2 separate regions of the Zea mays genome follow, and region 2 is linked to region 1. The links are chromatin contacts, called in public Hi-C maps. All regions are on one chromosome and are shown on one strand. Each heading gives the region's core, a stretch centred on a gene start, on an enhancer-like site or on the middle of the called end of the contact. The rest is flanking DNA. Distances are from core to core; before and after follow the strand shown. Region 1 has its middle 19 kb from the start of LOC111590015. Region 2 holds the start of ZCN14 (ZCN14 protein).

Region 1 (4,535 bases), core at 949-3,448:
TTGGGTTTTAGGATATAATCCATATGAAACAAACAAACAAAGATTGGCGGATTGAGTTTAGGGATTTAATCCCACAAGGGATTGGATGAAAGACTTAGATTCATCCAATCCATATGTGGAGAAAAACCAGCCTAAGAAAAAAATACCAAACTGTCGAACAAAGCCTAATTGGGCTGGGTCTTTTGTTCCCATAAGGCTTTGAGCCCTAAAGTGTTTAGGGGCTGGCAGCTCTCGCGATGCGAGCCTAATAAGGACTCTTTGAGACCCCAGGCTAGTAGAGATCTACGAGTGTCTCCGGATTTCTAAGAAGAGGATTCTAGCCTCACAATCTACTCTGATTTTATGTCTTCTAAACTAGTCTAACGGAATGAATTTCAAAAGATTCATCGTAAGGCTATACATCTCATCATCGGGGGAGCCAAGAGGCATCATGACAACTAGGTCCCCGGAGTGGCCGAGCGTAAGGGGAGAATTGAACCCGGCTAAAGATGAGCGATCCATTGTGGTAGAGTAGATTCATACTGTGATTAAGAGTTGTCGGTTAGCTTTGTCTCTAGCTTGGAAGCCAAACGAGTAAATGAGAATACACGCATAGGCGTAAAGTATGAATCGAAAGATTTGGTTGAGCAATTGGCCCAAAACTTCCATCGAAACAAACATAAACCAAACATGCTCCTAGACTACAACCGTGAGTATGTGTTCTTGTCCTTAACTGGGTGTTTTTATCCAACTTTTTTTGCATTTTAGCCCTTTTGGGGTTTTTTTGCACAATTATGCCCTTTTTAGTTTCATTTCAAAAAATGGACCCTAACCTCGGCGTCGTCATCATTGGCGCCAAGGTAACACATAGTGGCGCCAACTTTTCCTACGTGGCAGCCGATGTGGCAAGTCTCAGGGGGTCGGCGCCATAGATCTTGGTGCCGACCCCCCTGGATAGCACCGGACCCCACCGTCAAGGGGGGTCGGCGCCAAGATCTATGGCGCCGACCCCCTGGGACTTGCCACATCGGCTGTCACGTAGGAAAAGTTGGCGTCAATGGTACTGACGTCGATGTGCGTTACCTCGGCGCCAATGATGATGGCGCCGAGGTTGGGGTCCATTTTTTGAAATGAAACTGCAAAGAGTATAGTTGTGCAAAAAAAAAGTAAAAATGGCTAAAATCCAAAAAAGTTGGTGTTTTTATCGTTTTTTAAGGTAATAGGACTGTTTTGCATTGGACATCTACGAAATACTAATTTTCAGACGTCCAACTTTAGAAAAAGAAAATAATCCCCATTATTGTTGTCAGTATCAAAAGTGTCATGGAGCTTATTTTGGGGATTGTTTGTCGAAATTCTCGGGAACAAAACCCACCAACCTGTTCTGTTTCCTTTCTGTTCTCCCTCGTAAGTTCATCAGTCCTCATTCCCGTTTATATTATTACGCAGCTTAACAGTGGAACCTAAGTTGGATGCATGGATGAAGATATCTAGAACGTACGTGTGACCAATCGCATGCTCCGTAAGTATGGATGATAATGAGTTTTAAATTTTACACTATAAAAATTAAGGATCGAATTAAATTAGGATGGAACCTTATTTTTGTTCATTTTAACTAATATTTATTTAGAGTCCTACTATTTTTTGTTAAGAAATGTTTCCATTACCACATTTACCTGTACGCTACATCTTCTCATCTCGTAGAATTTTCAGTTTATCACGCCGATATATGCCATGCCCCTCTCTCTTTACTCCCTATTTGATCACTGAGCTCAAATTTACGCAGGTCAGAACAGCAGTACCAATCGATCCTCGACGGATTTCGGGTGTGACTAGTCTGCAGCACTGTCTCTCTCACCTTATCTTAGAGTCATCTGGTCTTTTTCAGAAACTGGATATGCCGCCCATTGATGCTGACTGATTCCAGTAATGGCGCAGTACTTATATAGTGGTTTGGCAGGTAAAAAAAATACTCCTATGTCAGTATACATCAATCCCTGCTTTCTTCTGACCTCGGCAAAGAGACTGCAACGAGGTTTGACAGGCTCCGTTTTTTCTCCCTCTCTAACTTTCACTGTCACTAGAGGTGCTGTCGTGATCTATAATCCTCATGATTCTCTGAATGTGCTGTCGCAGTCAGGTCCTGACCTCCATGAGAAGGCATGGGCTTGGGGCCTACTGAAGAAGGTGACGCTCTCCGAGACTGCAGACTAAATATCACAGCCAGAGATGAGCACTGCACGTTCAGATTTCGGAGTAACGGTGTGTCCTCAGGGTGCAGATGCAGTCCTAGTCTTCAGGGACTTATTACGTGATGGCACTATTACTGTCTGAATGTGATGGCATAACAGTAGCCAGCTCTCATTCCCATCCTGTAACCTGACAATTTCCATCCGGATATCAGGTCAGAGCGAGGCAAACCTTCTCCACTATTCACGGCTAGGTAAACGATCAACCAATCTGTGCGCTCTTGTTGTTGCGGACTTGCTCCTCTGGTGTTCTTGTGCTGTGTTGGTGGCCGAAGCCTGACAACAAAATCATTGGAGTCGGCTCCACTAACCATCATCTAAGTACACTAGCTACCAGAATTATTATTATTATCACTAAGTATAGATAAAACAGTGAAGATCTGTTAATCCCCTCCCCTCGGACAAAGCATCCAAAACACATGAAAAGATGATAGGGTTGAGAATAAATCCTCAGCAAACAAACTGTCTAAACATGTCGTTCAAACTAAAATTTAACTAGACTTCGATTTGATCATACTATACCTCCGTTCACAAATATATGACACCATTGATTTTTTTTCGAAAACACCACTCATCTTATTCAAAATATTTATTCAAAAATGTAAAATTTTAAGTTAAGCACAAACTACCTTAAGTGATAAAATAAATCACAACAAAATAAATGATAACTCATTATTTTTTTGAATTAAACGAGTGGTCAAAGTTTTTTTAAAAAGACAACGGTGTCATATATTTATGAAAGGAGGGAGTAGAAGAATACATGTCATGACGATAAACAAATTTTGTGATAAAAATTATTAGTCCGACAAAATTCTCATCAAGAGATTAAGAACAAGATATAAAAAAAAACTAAACCACTTCTACATATAAATATAATAATGACCTCGTATAAATGAAAGCAATGCTTCTGGTATCCACTTTATGCCAATATAAATATTTAAATAAATAAACCTCAAAAAGGCTAATGCAATGCATATGCATATATCCAACAAGGTATGAAGCGACATCATACCTCTCTTTCGAGCAATATTCAATAATGTATGTGCGGTATGGTTGCAGCCAACAAGCAGCGGCATAATCCGTAAGAGCACTCTGGAATGATCATATAAATTTCTCACCGACTTGTCTCAAAAGTACTTTGAATAATTGTTTAACTTGTTCATCGACTTGGTTCAATGCATATGCTCATAACAAGAATGCACATGATATAACGATATGGTGCAACTGTATGCATATATACTTACCTCATGTGCCATATTTGTATTCTAACATACCACTTGCCTCATGATGGTAGCCATAGGACAAATGATTCAAAAGTAAAAATATATAAAACTACTTAAAAGGGTAGTTAGGTATATAAAAATATATAAAACTACTTTAGAGGAGATGGTCTAGGATAAAAGAAGAAGCAACATAAACAATCAAGGTTGGAAAGGGAGAGAGAGAGAGAGTTGAATAAGAAGGCAAAGGCTAAAAGATTACAAGTCCATGTGAAAAAGGGTAATGTCACATCCCGAGAGCACCTAGAGGGGGGTGAATAGGTGATCCTTTAAAATTCAACAACTAATAGCCACAAATCTTGGTTATACAAATGTTAGTGTGACTAAGTAGTTGCGAAGCGAGTTCTTGAGGCCAAGACAATCACAAAGAATTCAACACAAGAGACACGTGATTTTATCCCGTGGTTCGGCCAAGTAACACTTGCCTACTTCCACGTTGTGGCGTCCCAATGGACGAGGGTTGCACTCAACCCCTTTCAAGTGATCCAATGATCAACTTGAATACCACGACTTTTCTTTGCTTATCTCTTTTTCCCGTTTGCGAGGAATCTCCACAAGTTAGAGTCTCTCGCCCTTACAACAAAGATCACAATGAAAGCACGGAGTAAGGTCGGGAAGAGCAACGCACACTAGAATTAAATCCACACCGCAAACACGCACACAAGTGAGAAGATGAGCACACAAAACACGCGCGGGGAGTTTACAACTCGAAAAGTGCTCCAATCTCAAGAACGATGAACGATTGCGTGAAAGTGAGGACTAGAAGTCTTGGAATGCTTAGAGTGTGCTTGGGTGACTCCTCCGTGCGCCTAGGGGTCCCTTTTATAGCCCCAAGGCAGCTAGGAGCCGTTGGAGGCCAACAAGGAAGGCTATCCTTGCCTTCTGTCGGGTGGCGCACCGGACAGTCCGATGCACCACCGGACAGCCAATGTTCATGTCTGGTGCACGATCTCCTTCCAATTCTGGCACAGCCGACCGTTGCAGATTCGTGGCAGTTGGCGCACCGGACAGTCCGGTGCCCCCTGCC
Region 2 (5,060 bases), core at 1,184-3,683, 170 kb after region 1:
AAAATTCAGTTTTGTTTGAAAATTTGAAAAAAGGCAGGAAACTTATACTGGCGGGCAGCTAAAGAAAACCGCCAGTGATAATAATCTTTCCACTGGCGGTGTCTTAAGCAGTCCGCCTGTGAAAATGATGTTTCCACATGCAGTTTCTTAAGTAAACCGCCAGTGCTAAATATATTTACACTGGCAGGCTACTTAAGAAAACCGACAGTGCTAATAATATCAGCACTGGCGGTTTTCTTAAGAAACCGCATGTGGAGACAACATTTTCATAGGCGGGCTGCTTAAGACACCGCCAGTGCTAATGATATTTACACTGGCGGGCTGCTAAAGAAAACCGTCAGTGCTAATAGCATTGGTGGTTTTCTTAAGAAACCGCATGTGGAGACAATATTTTTTCATAGGCGGGGCTGCTTAAGACACCGCCAGTGATAATAATATTTCCACATGCGGTTTCTTAAGCAAACCGCCAGTGCTAATGATATTTACACTGGCGGGCTGCTAAATAAAACCGTCAGTGCTAAAGATATTTACACTGACGGCTGACGAACAACCGCCTGTGAAAAAGCCCGATTTCTACTGGCACCTAGCACTGGCGGCACTGAAAAACGCCAGTGCAAATAGCTTTAGGACCGCCACTATAGAGCTTCTGTGTACTAGTGCTGCCTTATTCCCTCCACCACCCGGCCTTGTCACGCTCGTTGTCGAGTACTAGAAAATCTTGTGTGTTGTTGACGTTATTTGGCTCATTCTTGAGCTTTTCTGAACGAACCAGTGGACTGCTCGTCCACGGCTCGATCGGCGTAATTAGAGATGTTGTAACGGGTCACGTCTACAACCTAGTCTAATTAGGATAAAAGTGCACACTGAACACATGATTAGCGCATGTCACCCAATAATAACCTCGATCGTTCGCCCTCCACCGGAATCGAAGCCAGGACAGGACAGGCACCGCAGGAGATCGACACGTCAACCCATCTTGTTTTTTCTACGACCGCTATTATTATTTACCACTTGCTTACTTAGTACTTACTGTGCGGTGCGGGGTAATTGGTAAACGGGTGTCGACGTCCCGGGCGCGTACGTCGTGTTGCGGTTACTGTTACCGCGCCGTGGTCGTGGTGGGCCAGCAAAGTCTGGCGGGCGGCCAATGGGAACTCGACAGAGCGGGGGAGACATGACGGGGCTGATAGCTGTACGTCCTCCAATCCCATGCACCCGGCCACCCATCCGCTCCGCTGTCTCGTCAGCCGTCAGCTACCTCTCTAGCTGCTCGCTCCTCAAGCAGTCAAGCTTCTCAATGGAACAGTATCTATCTATCCCTACAGTGGGCAGTGGTGCCATACATGGCCAAAAGTTTTAGCAGTATATGACACCAAAGAGCAAGTTTAATAATATAGCTAATGACAGGTTTTATGATATTAATATGTCGTATATAGTTAACTAAATACCTACTCATATAATAACTCTCCATAGAGACAAACTATTGTAGAAACCGTAGTCGAATTAAAGCTGCAGCAAGCCGCAACCGAACATAGAAGCTACCTATTTTCTCTCTCTCTCCACTCCTCTTGTTTTTATGTCACCATAAATCTGACGTGATATCTCTTATACTTCGTTTATATCAATTTATTATACTTGCTCTAACACCTAGTATTGTCGGTGCCTATCTATACAGTCAAAAAAATATGAAATAGTGTAAAGATTACAAATATAATGTAAAAATATAAATATTTATACCAATATAGACCGGATCTATCATATTTAAAATTATAAGAAATCATAATTCATAATCACATGTACACAACATAAATCACCTTTACATACCATCGGTTAGTCTAAGCATGTTGTCGTGTTGTGTTCGTGCTAGGCGGCTAGGCCATTGTGATGGGGTGACAACCTCGATACGACATTGGATCTTTTACTGTATTGACACATATGTACTATGTGAATCGTGTAGTATCATGCTACAACAGTATGAATCGTGTTGTATTTAGTGTCGACTTATTTAGCACGACTCATTGGACCATCTATAAGCGGGGGTGGAGAAGAGAATTTGTTTTGACTGATGGGTTATGTATTAAAAAAAATTAGCTGGCTAAAAACTAACAGATACTAGCTACTCCTTACTAATCCTGGGCAGGGCAGGAGGAGGGGCCGGGGGCCCCCTCCCTTTCCTAGACGAGCTAGCAAACAGCGGTCAGCAGCAGGGACAGTCCATTTCCGTCTGACCCGCCCGCGGCCGTTCCCCCACCCCGCCTTTCCTTGCACCCACCCAGCAAGCAGAGCCCACCGGATGGACGGACGCCCCGCGCGCCGGCCGGCCGGTCGATTCCCCCACTCCACTCGCCGCCCGCGGCTGGGCTGCGCTGCGCATCGACGACGGACGACGACACAATCACCCCCACCCCCCGTCCAATCAGCAGCGGACGAGGGACGACCACGGCCCCCCGTCTGCCGCACGCGCGCCCGCTCTGCCAGCTGCTGCTACTACTGCTAAACCTCGCCCACCAGTCGCGTGAGGAAATAGCAACCTGCTGAGCTCGCTCGTTCGCTCGCTCGCCTGCCTTCTTCCCTGGGCAAGCTAGCTAGCTAGGATCGAGGAGGAGCTCTGCCCGGCCATGCAGCGTGGGGATCCGCTGGTGGTGGGCCGCATCATCGGCGACGTGGTGGACCCCTTCGTGCGCCGGGTGCCGCTCCGCGTCGCCTACGCCGCGCGCGAGGTCTCCAACGGCTGCGAGCTCAGGCCCTCCGCCATCGCCGACCAGCCGCGCGTCGAGGTCGGCGGACCCGACATGCGCACCTTCTACACCCTCGTACGTAACAGTCCGTTCACTCGATCTTCTCATTATATTCATCCACTGCATCCCTACTATAGACAGACAGTACATGCGTGCGTGTTGTACACGATTCCAAGCCATCAGCCAGCTTAAACCGCATGCCTGAATCTGACTAATTCTGATCTGCAGGTGATGGTAGATCCTGATGCGCCGAGCCCCAGCGATCCCAACCTCAGGGAGTACCTGCACTGGTAATCTACTACTACTAGTAGCTAGCTAGCCGCATATCCGTTTCCATCCACGTACTAGTCTACAAAACAAACTGCATGCTTCGCTGCTTTGCTTCTCTGCAGCAAGCATGACCTTAGAATAAACGATCTCGGTACATATATAATTATCTATTTATCAGTCTAAGCTATTTTAAATCTTACTACATATTTTTTTGAAATGAACCTATATTCTTAATCGTATATAAAGTAAGCATAATTACATACTCATATACTTTATATGCACTTGCATATTTGATCATACTATTGTAGATAATTTAGTTTGACCATATACTTTATTTATATGTACTACATGGAGACATATATATATATATATATATATATATATATATATATATATATATCATAAATGTACATATATAAGAAACTATTTCTTAAAAATGCAAAATATTTTTCATATATACATACATATATACATTGCATATGGTAACACACGTACTGTCCACTTCCCGTCTCTTTCAGCATGCTACAACACACGTACTGTCAGGATCTTGTCTACATTCTCCACCTCGTACGGTAGGTAGTACTGTGTACTAGCATGATATAAATAAACTAATCCAGAGTCCACCAGCCTCCCTTTCCAGTTCTAGAGATCAATAATATATGCAAGCAAACTACTATTTAGTTGTGAATGACATTAGATATCTACCTGGGCGCATTTGTAGAAACATTATCCCGATTAAGAGTAAAGATGTTACTAACTGCCCTGATCACAGATACAATATCAAATATCTATTCGACTTGTTCTTCGCGCTATATATGTGTAGTTAGTTATTACCTCCATTCTCGAATATTTGTCGCTGGCTAGTTCATTTTTCAACTAAAACGGGACAAATAAAAAAGAACGGATTAGAATGTTAGTTTCTGCAATTTCAAATATTTGTACAGAACTGTGGAAGATATAGACGCATGTTACAACCACATGATCTGATGTATTACTAGCTAGCTTTTAAGGCACACAATAGCAACCATGCCTTTTATTTTCCCAGGCAAATTATTTGAGATGGTAACTCATTCCAGACATCTTTTAGGCTAGTCGTATGCATTAGATTTAGTTAACACCAATACCCATATACCATCTGTGTAGAAAAAATGAAGTAGATAATCTGTAGATGCACCAATATCATAACGTACGTACGTGTCCGCCATCCATAATTCTTTGGAAACATCAAATTCCTAAACCATGAGTAGCCGTATAAGAGCATCACCATATCATATATCTATCTGGTCTCCTATATTAAAAAAATATTACCTCCGTTCTCGAATATTTGTCGCCCGCTAGTTTATTTTTAAACTAAAACGTGACAAATAAAAAAATGGATGGAGTAACATTTTAGAAGAGGGTGTGCATTTTAAAAGAGGAGGCACTACAAAAGATCTTCTATCTTATTTCCTATATCTATAATTTTAAGAGATATATACATTATTTCTCCTAAATAAAAGAAACGACCCTCCCTTATCTATCCCGGCCTAAAGAAATATAGGAAGCGAATTTTAGGAAATCTACTACAATAGTGCCCTCTTAACTCTTATCCTAAATTAATTTTAAGATACTCTTTTAAAATAATGTATTTGAGATGTGATATAAGTGTGTGTGCTTTAGGAACCACATGGGATAGTTAACCTCTATCCTAGTTTTTTAGTTGGGTGGACCTCATCTCACGTTTGGTTAGAGGGATGGGGTCATTCTAGGTTTTATGTTTGGTTCATTGGGAAATAGATGTAGATTGAGAATCTAACACATGGATCCCAAGTGACATTCTCTTTCTCTTCCCTGCTCTACCTTCTTCCCTAATCATGCTCATCATACCCCCATTATGTCACGTGGTTGGAACCCTTGTACCACACCGCCCGATTGCCACAACTCCTACATCGTGCCCTGCATCCATAGTTTTTAAGCTACGCTGCTCATTGTGTCGTCCCTGTTTGCCACAGCCAAATCGCCACCCCTCACTAGCACCAACGGGTGCTCGAGCTTGGCCTACACCACCGGAGT

The links. Hi-C and Micro-C count contacts between places; a contact is called where the count stands out from the background.
Region 2: a contact with region 1 is called in a Hi-C map of leaf, with 4 times the contacts expected there. The contact joins the promoter of ZCN14 here to the enhancer-like site in region 1. A contact is called at or near these places in 4 of 25 Hi-C or Micro-C datasets (ear, leaf and tassel).

What each region holds. Positions count from the first base shown.
Region 1 is chr8:25,815,898-25,820,432 of Zm-B73-REFERENCE-NAM-5.0, forward strand. No RefSeq gene overlaps it. Among protein-coding and RNA genes, the nearest start is that of LOC111590015, 19 kb to the left of the region's middle. Within about 2 kb of position 2,199, at least 7 of the 20 cell types and tissues checked have an H3K27ac peak or open chromatin away from gene starts, as enhancers often do. A contact at or near this core is called in leaf, where this site is marked.
Region 2 is chr8:25,985,110-25,990,169 of Zm-B73-REFERENCE-NAM-5.0, forward strand. ZCN14 (ZCN14 protein) reads left to right here and starts at 2,434. Exons shown (of 4, transcript NM_001112780.2): 1 at 2,434-2,813; 2 at 2,967-3,028. The coding sequence starts at 2,619.